Linked DNA regions of Mus musculus: all the other regions are linked to region 1. The links are chromatin contacts, called in public Hi-C and HiChIP or PLAC-seq maps. All regions are on one chromosome and are shown on one strand. The core of a region is the stretch at or near the end of the contact, and the rest is flanking DNA. Distances in the headings are between cores, read along the strand shown.

The links. Hi-C and Micro-C count contacts between places; a contact is called where the count stands out from the background. HiChIP or PLAC-seq counts read pairs in DNA pulled down with a chosen protein or histone mark.
Region 2: a contact with region 1 is called in a Hi-C map of cortical neurons, with 2.5 times the contacts expected there. The contact joins the promoter of 4930520O04Rik here to the promoter of Clasp2 in region 1. A contact is called at or near these places in 1 of 39 promoter capture datasets (the 3T3-L1 cell line), 1 of 484 Hi-C or Micro-C datasets (cortical neurons) and 2 of 115 datasets of contacts at active chromatin or transcription factors (embryonic forebrain and stem cell-derived neural progenitor cells).
Region 3: a contact with region 1 is called in an H3K27ac HiChIP or PLAC-seq map of regulatory T cell precursor, with 6 times the contacts expected there. The contact joins the promoter of Cmtm6 here to the promoter of Clasp2 in region 1.

What each region holds. Positions count from the first base shown.
Region 1 is chr9:113,739,518-113,742,880 of GRCm38.p6, forward strand. It overlaps Clasp2 (CLIP associating protein 2), which reads left to right and starts at 1,956. Exons shown (of 40, transcript NM_001114347.1): 1 at 1,956-2,358. The coding sequence starts at 2,164. It overlaps Gm38623 (a long non-coding RNA gene), which reads left to right. Exons shown (of 4, transcript XR_001779313.2): 4 at 1-306.
Region 2 is chr9:114,366,210-114,369,655 of GRCm38.p6, forward strand. It overlaps 4930520O04Rik (RIKEN cDNA 4930520O04 gene), which reads left to right and starts at 2,115. Exons shown (of 3, transcript NR_040383.1): 1 at 2,115-2,275; 2 at 2,780-2,854.
Region 3 is chr9:114,729,288-114,732,964 of GRCm38.p6, forward strand. Cmtm6 (CKLF-like MARVEL transmembrane domain containing 6) reads left to right here and starts at 1,916. Exons shown (of 4, transcript NM_026036.3): 1 at 1,916-2,086. The coding sequence starts at 1,949.

The sequences.
Region 1 (3,363 bases), core at 706-3,205:
GTTTCTAGATGCATTCTCGTGACTGATCATGAAGGGAGGTTCAGTATATCAATTTATTTTCTAAATTTCCATCTAACCCTTTCATTTCCCTGCACCTTTGTGTTTTTAAAGGTTTATGTGTATGACTGTATTTCCTGCATATCTGTATATGCACTCCATGCATGCCATTGGCCAAGGAGACTAAAAGAGAGGGTTAGACCCCCTAGGACTGGGGTTACAGACAACTGTGGGTTGCCGTGTAGGTGCTGGGACTCAAGCCTGGGTCTCTGCAAGAACAAACACTCTTGACCTCTGAGCAATTTCTCCGGCTCCTGTTGTGTTTTGAAAGAAGATCTCAGTAGCCTAGGCTGGTCTTGAACTCCTGACCCTCCTGCTGCCCATGTGCTAGGATTACTGGGGTGCTCCACCAAGAGAAAGACAGTTCCTAAATGGCAACATTCAAAGCAACACCTGTGTTATTTAAGGGATGATATTTTAAAAATTCAAAATACTTTAAAAACATTTATTTGTATGTGTACTTTTAATGTGTTATGGGTATTTTATGTACTTGTACCATGGGCATTGCCTGGCGCCTTTAGAAGTCAAAAAGGGCATCGGATCCTCTGGAACTGTAGCTAGATGGTTGTGAGCTGCCATGTGGATCCTGGGAATCGAATCTAAGTCATCTGCAAGAGATCTGATGATGCCTCTGCCTCCAAGGGCACCCAAACTCAGGTGCTTATGCCAACCATTATGGAAAACTGCAAACAACCCAGAGGCCTATTGCTATATGGACGGATGGATCAACAAGTCAGAGTATAACGGGGAAGGATTAAGTATAAAAAGGTAGAGACTTTTAAGATACGTACTTCATGGAATGAAATACCAACATTTTGCTATGAGAAGTTAGACCCAAAGATTACAGCAGCAGATTGAGCCCTAGGGATATTGGGATCAGGGTTAAAGAAACTGGGAGAGGGGGAGGAAAGGAAAAAGAACACAGTGTGGAGTTACATAACTTTAAAAAATGGAAAATTACCCTACCATGTTAGAAATAAGTTTAGAATGCAAGAGACTGAGTTCCCGACTCGTCCAAGTGTCACAGCTAAACCTGTTCTCTACAACACTGGGCTGGAGAGATGGCTCAGCAGTTAAGAGGGTTTGCTGCTTTTGCAGAGAACCCAGGTTCAGTTCCCAGCATTCACATCAGGTGGCTTACAACTGCCACTTAACTCCATCCAGATCTGACTTCCTGGAACTTTTGGTTTCTGCAAGCGGGCACACTCAGGTGCACACACGTACACATGAAATAAAAAGAAATCTTATAAGTTAACGGCCCCAGCCATCCCCAAACAAAACTCGAGTTCTGTGGCTCAGGCTTGGGAGGCAGGGGTAGGGCCAGAAATGTAAGACCATACTGTAGGGTGAGTTCGAGGACATCCTGTGCTGCCTTTAGTCTCTGTCCAAACAAAAATCAAATTAAAGTCGCCCAGGGCAGAGGTGGTTAGTGGGTAACGGCGGTCTGGGGGCTTCCCGAAGTGAGGGTGGGAGGTGAAAGTGCGTCAAGAGAAAATGTGGATCCATTTGCAAAACCTCGGTATCAACTGGAAACAGAAAGTCCTCCAGGGCGACTGTGGGGGTGGCAGCAGGAAGGGACAGCCAGGCCTGTGCCGAGGAAGAACGCGACCCGTGTATTCCGGTTTTAAGAGACGGCAGGGGCGGGGCAGGGAGAGAAGTACCAAAAAGTTTTGAGTCTTGATGATGGCGGCGGAGCGAATCGCCGGAGATGCCGGAATTCCCACACTGGCCTTCCAGGGTCGCCCACGCGAGGCGACCCACACGGCCCCGACAGCCCAAGGCTCGGGCCATCAGTAGCGCCACAGGCCGCAGCCCACAGGGGCTCGGGCGCGCCGGGAGGCCGGGCTGGAGGCCGGGCGCGTCGCTCTGACGTCACGCGCGCGCTGACGTCGCCGGCAGCCGCAGCCTCTGAAGCGGGGCTGGGACCGGGGGGCGCCGAGTTTGATTAGTTTAGGGGGGCCGTCCCCCGCCGGCCGCCGCACCCCAGGCAGCGGCGTCTCTGCGTGTCGGCGCGTCCCGGAGGCTTCACCGCCGCGCCTCGGCGGTGCTGCGAGGAAAGTTGGCGTGTAAGGGGCGACGGGCGTGTGAGGGGTGGCGGGCGCGGCCATGGAGCCCCGCGGCGCCGAGTACTTCTGCGCCCAAGTGCTGCAGAAGGACGTGAGCGGCCGGCTGCAGGCGGGCGAGGAGCTGCTGCTCTGCCTCGGCACGCCCGGAGCCATCCCGGACCTGGAGGACGATCCGAGCCGCCTGGCTAAGACCGTGGACGCGCTCACCCGCTGGGTGGGCTCGAGCAACTACCGGGTGAGCGGCGGTGCGAACGGGCGCGCGGCCGGGGCGGGCGGGCGCGCTGCCGCCGGGGTCCGGGGACGCGCTGGCATCGCCCCCCAGGGCTTGGGGTACGGCCCCAGGCGGCGGTTCGGTGACACGTTGCTGTGTTGCTTGGCGCTTTACAAAGTGGTAACTTGCGGCCCAAGGCTTTAAGACTTTGTAACGTTTGTCTACGCCCGATGGCAACGCCTGCGCTGAGATGGGGCGTTTGAGTACGGCGTGAAGTTGGACCGTCAAGTTCATCTCTTGCTGTTATACTTAATCTCCAGTTTCTTTTCTCTCTACCCTCTCTTCATCCCTCTCCGCCTCTCTTCCTTTTTTTTTCTTTTTTGCTTCTCTCTTCCTCCCTCTCTTTCCTCTGTCGTTCCCTCCCCGTCTCCCTCCTCTCTTTTCCTCTCCCCTCTCCCTTTCTCCCTCTTTTCTTTCGTAGTCTTTACGTGAAGGTTGAGATCACCCAAAAGCACCGTTAGCGCGTATTCAGGTCCTTCGCACGGAAGGACTGCTCATCTCATGGCATTTATTCACATTTCCCTTAATTGACAGCAGAAAGCCGTTGACCACTCATCAGTTCTCTTGTTTTCCCGCAGTTGGGACGAACTTAGATTTGAAACACTATGGTTTAGTTGATGCTGCAAACGAAGCGGGAATGGGGAGGAGTGCGGTAAGGTACGAGGAGGAATGGGTGTCCGGTCAGCATCAGGGAGTTGTTATGTAGCCACCGATGGAGAAAAGTGAATATTCTGTAATTAGTTGGAGTTGTTAGTGGTTACTTTTCTTTTTAGTCTTCTGGTGGCAGTATTGCTTTAAAATGCAGGCGGGAGCTCCCGTGGATGGAACGATTCTTAGTGATGTATCCAGCAAATAGGCTGTACTTTGAAAGCTTCTATCTATAGAGACAAGAAAAGCAGTTTTAATGATGAGATCTTTATGGAATTGTTGGAAGGTTAGACTTAGCAAGATTTAAAATAAAGTTTTCCT
Region 2 (3,446 bases), core at 865-3,364, 630 kb after region 1:
TTTTCAGGGTTATTCTGTCTGGGACTCCCACGCCCCAGGAGATGATGCCATCCATTTTTGGGGTGATCTCTCCCTGTTCAACTTCTCTGGAAACACCCTCCCTGTATCTCACACATACACCTGTATCTATATCCTCTATCTATGTCATTCCATATCCTACCAAGTTGACAGTGAACATTCGCCAGCCCTGTGGTAGAAACTTTAAGAAGCAGCTGACAAGGCGGTCAGGTCAGTGGAGGCGCACTCTTGAAGGAGACTCTGGAGCTCTGGTTTCTTTCTCTTTGTTTTCATTTCCTGGCCATGAGGTGAGTGCTTTTGCTCTGCTAGGCACTTCCAAAATAGCCTCCAGCCTTACCATGGGCCCAAAGCAATGGAGAGTCCAGTTATGGGCTAGAACCTTCAAACCATCAACCAAAATTTTTCTCTGACAAAAGTTGATTATCTAAATCAGAGGTTCTCACCCTTCCCCGTTCTGCAGCCTTTTGATACAGTTCCTCAGGTTGTAGGGCTCCTCCAACCATAAAATTATCTTCACTGCTAATTCATAATTTCCTAGTTATACGTCATAATGTAAATATTTTTGTAGCTATAGGTTTGTCAATGGCGTCTCCACTCACAGGTTGAGAACCACTGATCTGAATTCTCTTGTTATTGTGATGAAAGCTAACACGTAAGATCAAAAATACATACTAGAAATCATTTTGAAGAAAGCATTCATCTAATGACCTTAAAAAGCTAATACTGTGGCTATGGAGATGGCTCAACAAAGCGTTGGCTTTGCAAGCCCAGGGACTCCAGATTGATTCCCATAGCCACATAAAGATGATGTTAAATGTGGCTGGCCCATGCTTATAATTTCTGAGCTGGAAGGCAGAAACAGAAAGATCTCCTAGACTTGTGCTCAGCCAGTCTAGCCTGATTCCTGAGCTCCAGATCAGTAAGAGGCCCTATCTCAAAGGGAATAAATGGTGCTCCTGAGGATAACACCTAAGGCCTTCAGCCTCTGCATGCACGTGTGTACCTGAGCACATAGATGTAAAGAGAACCAAATTAAGACCACAGGCTTGAAATGTAGCCCAGAGGCACAGTCCTTAACCAGATTCTGTGACAAGCTTTTACCATATGTCATTCTATTCCCTACCTTCTATCTATGGCAAACCTTATGTGATGTTCTTACCCAAACGGCTTTTATTCACTTACTATCATTACTACTGCATGTGTGCATGATGTGTGTGTTGACCTGCATGCCACGGTGCACATATGGTGATCAGAGGACAGCTCTGTGGAGTGTATTCTCCCTTCCATCTCTACATGCGTTTCAGGGATTGAACTGAGTTCGCCTCATTTTCATGGCAAGCACCCTTATCCAGTGAGTCATCTCACTAGCCCTGTTTGCAGTAATTCTGAAATTCTGTCTGGTCAGAGTTGATGGAAGTTTCTTACTGATTGCTTCGGGAAGGTCAAAGACTTTGGTGTGGGGCTGGTAAGATGGCTCAGCGGGTAAGAGCACTGACTGCTCTCCCAAAGGTCCTGAATTCAAATCCCAGCACAAAATAAATCAATCTTGCCGTAAAATAAATAAAGGCCAATTGGTGGCTTTTGACCTGCTGCCTCCTCTGTGAAGCAGAATGACTTCTGAGGATACTGACAGTATAATTGTCCCCAAAGTCTGGTAGTGGGATGGGTGGGGCTGGGTTGGAGGTTGGACCTGGCTGGGCGCCCAAGCAGGCATTGGATAGGGAGCACCGGACAGCGTGGCTCTCTGCAGACCAGCGGCGTCCCCAGAGTGCACGAAGGATAAACGCGTGGCTTTTCCGTTTCACCGGTGTAGTTCTGTCCTCCAAGGTCCCTTCGGCAGAGCGGCTGCCACCCGGGTTAGACTTGGGGTGAGGTCAAGGCCACTCCAGGCCGCCAACCGTCTCGAAGCAGGTGGTACAACGCCTCCAACTGCGGCAGTTCCTTTGAATTTTGACGCCACTCCCACTCCACGTAGGGCTAAGCTGCCTGCCAGACTCGGAAGAAACCGGTGGCGGCGAGCCAGCGGGAGCGCGCGCAGCAACGGACAGGAACGCGGCAGGCGGGCGGCGCGCACCTCCCCCGGAAAGGCCGGGAAGAAAAGACCCACAGCTTTTCCACGCGGTGCTTCAGGAACGGCCGCGCCCCCACGTGCTCTCGGGTGCAATCCGTAACAGAAGGAAGGAAGGACAGCCTCGCTCTGACTGCACCCTAAACTATAAAGGGACCTGCGCGGAAAGCTGAGGGTTCTCTTTGCGCTGTAGGTTACTCTTTTAGGCGACCTGGTGACCAAGCAAAATGTGGGGTTACAGAGTAAATTTAGATGCTCCGGTTCTGCGGAGCAGCCCTCCGCACTTGAGCTTAGGGTACCGGTGTAAACTACCTGGGAGAAGTGCGCAGCAGCAAAAGAGATTTCAGGATTGGAGCCTAGGCCCTGGGGAGATTGGGACTGGGCAGCTTGGCTGAAGGCTGCGTGCGTTCTGGTTCCTCAGTCCCAGTTTGGGTGGGTTCTTACACAGCGGGGTTTGCAGAAAAATATGCAAGGCCTTTTGTGCTGTTTGGAAGGTACTGGTGACACCTAAGTGACATCGGATTATATGCACATGAACCCTTTCACAGGGACCATGGCGTCATCATTCTTAACATCATCAAAGCAGTTGCAAAAAGATACCAAGGTAAGGGAGATACAGCTTAGTTTCCTAATTGAAGTATTAGAGCAATAGGAAGTGGTGTGTGATGCTTAAAATGTGTTTCTTTTCATTAGATGAAGGGGTGCCCAAAGCATCCGAGAGAACTCGTCACAGAAAATAACTTGATTAAAACCTGACTCTTTTAAAAGGTATGTATGAAATCTAGATTGACATTTTTGCCAGCATACATTTTTACTGTTGTGAGATGAGAATCAGCTTCCCGGAAATGTGTTCTGAAATAGTCCTGGCCAAACACTGCAGCTTCTCCTACTCTGGCCTTTTTAATTTGGAGTAGCTGTAGTGAATGCATGGTGTATAAGTTGATTGTACAAACAGTTGTGAGACATACCGGGTCTGAACAGTGATGAACTATATCCCGAAGATGATGACCTGAAGACAGATACAGCTTCTGAGAGAAGACCATCGTGTTTAAGTGAAGTAGTAGTCTTGTTTGTCATGTTTCCCAAGGGCTTTTGTTTGTTTGGGGGATAATCTCTCCTGCTGCGCAAACTGGCCTCGAACTCATTAGGCAGCTGAGGAAGTCCTTGAACTGCAGACACCCCAGCCTGCCCCTCTCACGTTCCGGGGTTCCACCATGTCTGGCTCTCTCTAGCCTTTCTTTTTAATTCCTCTGGTCTGATCAGCCATAGCCACAAGACACTCCCTCTGTAGGGCACTGAGTGAATAGCTGTTACCAAGCAAATATCTGTTCCAGGCCATCTCTGTACTGACCATATTTGT
Region 3 (3,677 bases), core at 666-3,165, 990 kb after region 1:
AAGGACATTGGATCCCTTGGAACTGGAGTTACAGGTGGTTGTAAGCCACCCTATGTGGGTGCTGGGAACCAGACTTAGATTCTATTAAAGAGCAGAAATTGCTTTTAACCACTGAGCCATCTCTCCAGCCCCATAAATATAATTTTAAAATCTAGGACCTACATATGAGACAGACCATATGGCCTTTGTCTTTTGAATGTGCCTTATTTCCCTTCACAGTAATACTCTGTTGTATTCATTTTCCTACAGATGTCATGGTTTCACAAAACAAGAACAATAAACTTGAGTAAAATTCCACTAAATGTTCTGCATTTCTTTTGTCCACTCATCTGTTGGCATGGTCAGTATGTTCATGTCATATATCAATATCTGACACTCTGATTAATCTTTTTGTTAATTGTCCTTTGAAATTTTCATTAATCTGCTAACTGTCCTGCCAGAAAGGATTTTCTGTCTCTGGTTGGCACGGGGCAGTAAACTTAATATCCAGATCTGGTTTTCAGTTGTACTGTAAACATCCAATGATACTGAAAAACAAGAACAGGGAAGACAGCTTAGCTGGTAAAGTGCTGGCTGCCATTGGTGATGTGAGTTCGATTCCTAGAACCCATATAAAAAGACCAATGTAGCCTGTGCTTGTAACGGCGGAGCTGGCAAGGCGGGACGCTGATCTCTGGGTCTTCTTAGCCTTTTAGCCTCACCTATCTAGTAAGCTAGGTTCAGTGAGACACACTGCCCTAAAACAGGGTAGATGGTGCCTGAGGAACATACTCAAGGTTGACTTCTGACCTCCACACTTGCACCCGCGCGAGCCTGCACCTTCATACGCGGGTGCACCCCTCCCGCCCATGAGAAGATGACTATCTGAAAGATGGAAGATAGTGAGACGTGAGAAATAAGTCAAATCTCTGTGGGAGGAGCATGGAGGGGTGCAGCTCAACGGGGGGGGGGGCGGGGGGGCGGGGCGGGGGGAGACGGGGACGGGCGCGGGGGAGGAGGGCGGTTAGCATACAGAAGGACCTCAATGTGATCTCTGGCAGTTTTAAAAAAACAAAACAGGCTGAGGGGAGGAGGAGCACGTGCCTGTAATCTCAGCACTTCAGAGACAGAGGCAGGAGGATTGTCACTAGTTGCAGACTAGTGCTGGCTATGTACATAGTTCTAGGCTAGTCTGGGCACGTGAAACCTTGGTTTTATTTCTTTTATTTTTAAATCAGACCGAAACGAAACTAAAAGACACAGATCAAGTCAGGGCGGAGAGGTGGCTCAGTAGGTAAAGGCGCCAGTTACTAAGCCTGAAAATGAATTCAATTCTCAGGAAGAAATGACTCAGAATAGTTTTCTGACCTCAGCACAACGCTCCTTCTTAGATAGGTGGATGGACGGATGGATAGATAGATCGATAGATAGATAGATTAAAAATATAGATAAAATAGATAGATTAATCAAAGTGTAATTTAAAAAATCCAAAAAACAAAAAAGCTGAAGTCCATCGAAAGCATGAAACTGTCAAGAGTTAGCCGGGCAGTGGTGGCGCAACGCCTTTAATCCCAGCACTTGGGAGGCAGAGGCAGGCAGATTTCTGAGTTCGAGGCCAGCCTGGTCTACAGAGTGAGTTCCAGGATAGCCAGGGCTACACGGAGAAACCCTGTCTCGAAAAACCAAAAATAAATAAATAAATAAAATAAAAACCCAAAAAAAGAAAGAAACTGTCGAGAGTTAACCAGAGAGCAGGAAAGGCAGAGGGGTGTGGCGAACAAGAGGCGCGGCAAACCATGGGGGCGTGGCAAAGGGAGAGAAATTCTATGGGCTGGAGCTCAGCAAGCGAGGGGGCGTGACGAGGCGTGAGGAGGGCGGAGTTGACCGGAAGCGTGGGCGGAGTCCCAGGAAGTGACGCCCCCTACCGCTCGGCCGAGAGTTTAGCTGGGTGAGCGAGTGTTTGCGGGCGATGGAGAACGGAGCGGTCTACAGTCCCACCACCGAGGCGGCCCCGGGCACTGGCAGGGGTGCGCGCAGCGGCCTGGCCGCCTACTTCGTCCTGGGCAGGCTCCCTTGGCATCGGCGCATCCTCAAAGGCTTGCAGCTGGTGAGCCTACGGCGGCGGCCGGGACCTGTGGGCTGAGGGCTGGGGTGGATGCCTCGAGGCTGCCGCTCGCTCGGCCTCCTCGTTCGGGAAGCAGCCGTTTCCACACCCCAGTTCCTTCCCTTCCTACCCGGGAAGGAGGCGTTGCCGTCCACCGCCTACCCGTGGCCCGGCCTCAGCCTCTTAAACCCTTTTTCCCTTCTCTCAGCTAGAATTCTTTCATTATCGCCCAGAATGCTTGTGTTTCAGACAACGTAGTGCTTTCTGTTTATCTTTTCTGGCTTTTGCGGTTTTCCGGGTGCTGGCCCATTAGGGCAATATAACATGTCGGATAGTTTGTGTATGTGTTTAACTTGCACAGTGAGTTTGATCAAGGCAGAGAGAGTCGAAAGGGCATCTTTCTGCTTCATGTGTGCGGGTGAGAGAACCTGAACCTGCTTCTCTTTATTTCCGCCTAGGCGTGAAACTGTAGTCATCTTTGCTATTTAAATTATGATACTCCTGCTGTGTCTCAGCTGCCAATGGGTATTAAGGTTTTTCAAGAAGACACTTTTCGGAAAACCAAATTGTTTAGAATGTTTATGGGTTTTGTTTAGTTTTGTGAGCCATTTATGCTAAAAGTGGCCCACTGCCTTTCTTGGGAAGATTTAAAATTCTCAAAACGCCGATAATCAGAACTTACATTCTTGGAACTCAGTTGACCTACTTTCCTGAAGTAGAAAGCCAGCAGTTAGAAAACTGGCGCTGCTTTTAGGTGCCAGCTTGGGGATGAGAGGAAATCATTCAGAGACAAGTGATAAGTAGATCTGGTCTTGTGTAACCCCCTACATCCTCCTAAGATGTCTGCAGTGGACACCTTTAGGTTCCGCAGGCACCTGGGTTCCCCGTCTTTGCGCATTTGCAGAACCTGTTCCTTTAACCCAGATGGGTGTGGTTTTGCCCCCACCCTTCCACCTCCTTCTTTTCCTTCTCCCTCTCTCCCCTTGTTCCTCTCTTCCTCCCCCTCTCCTTTCCATTCCTTCTCTTCCACTCTTTTTTCACAGGGTCTCAAGTCTCATGTAGTCCAGTTAACTTTAGACTCACTAATGTAGAGGATGACCTTTGAACTCCTGATACTGCTGTCTCCACAGTGCTGGGATTACAGGTGTGCTCCACCGTGCGGTCTATGTGGTGCGGAGAATTGAACCCAGGGCCTTGTGCATGCGAGGCAAGTGCTCTGCCTACTGTGCTATAGCAACAGCTCCAGATTGTGTCTCTTTTGCGCTTCTCTTTTGCCCTTCTCTGCAGTAAACACATGTGTCTAATGGAACCTTTTGAACAGAGAAATTTCTGTTTGCTCCAAGGAAGTCATCTCTATTGGTCTTCTGCATGGGTGTGCAGAACAAAATCTCTTATTTTTAGTTGCTTTTATTTCTTTTTCTAATAAGAAATGCTAAAGCCGGAGTAAAAAATTCTCATTATTATAGTTCAGCAGGCCTTAGCTCTGTGTCTTCAGAATAGGACACAACCCGAAGTTTTGCTGGTGTTTTGCAGTTGAACCATAGAGATGAGTTTGCCTTGAAAAGGTCGTTAGCTGCTCTGTGTGTATTTGCCA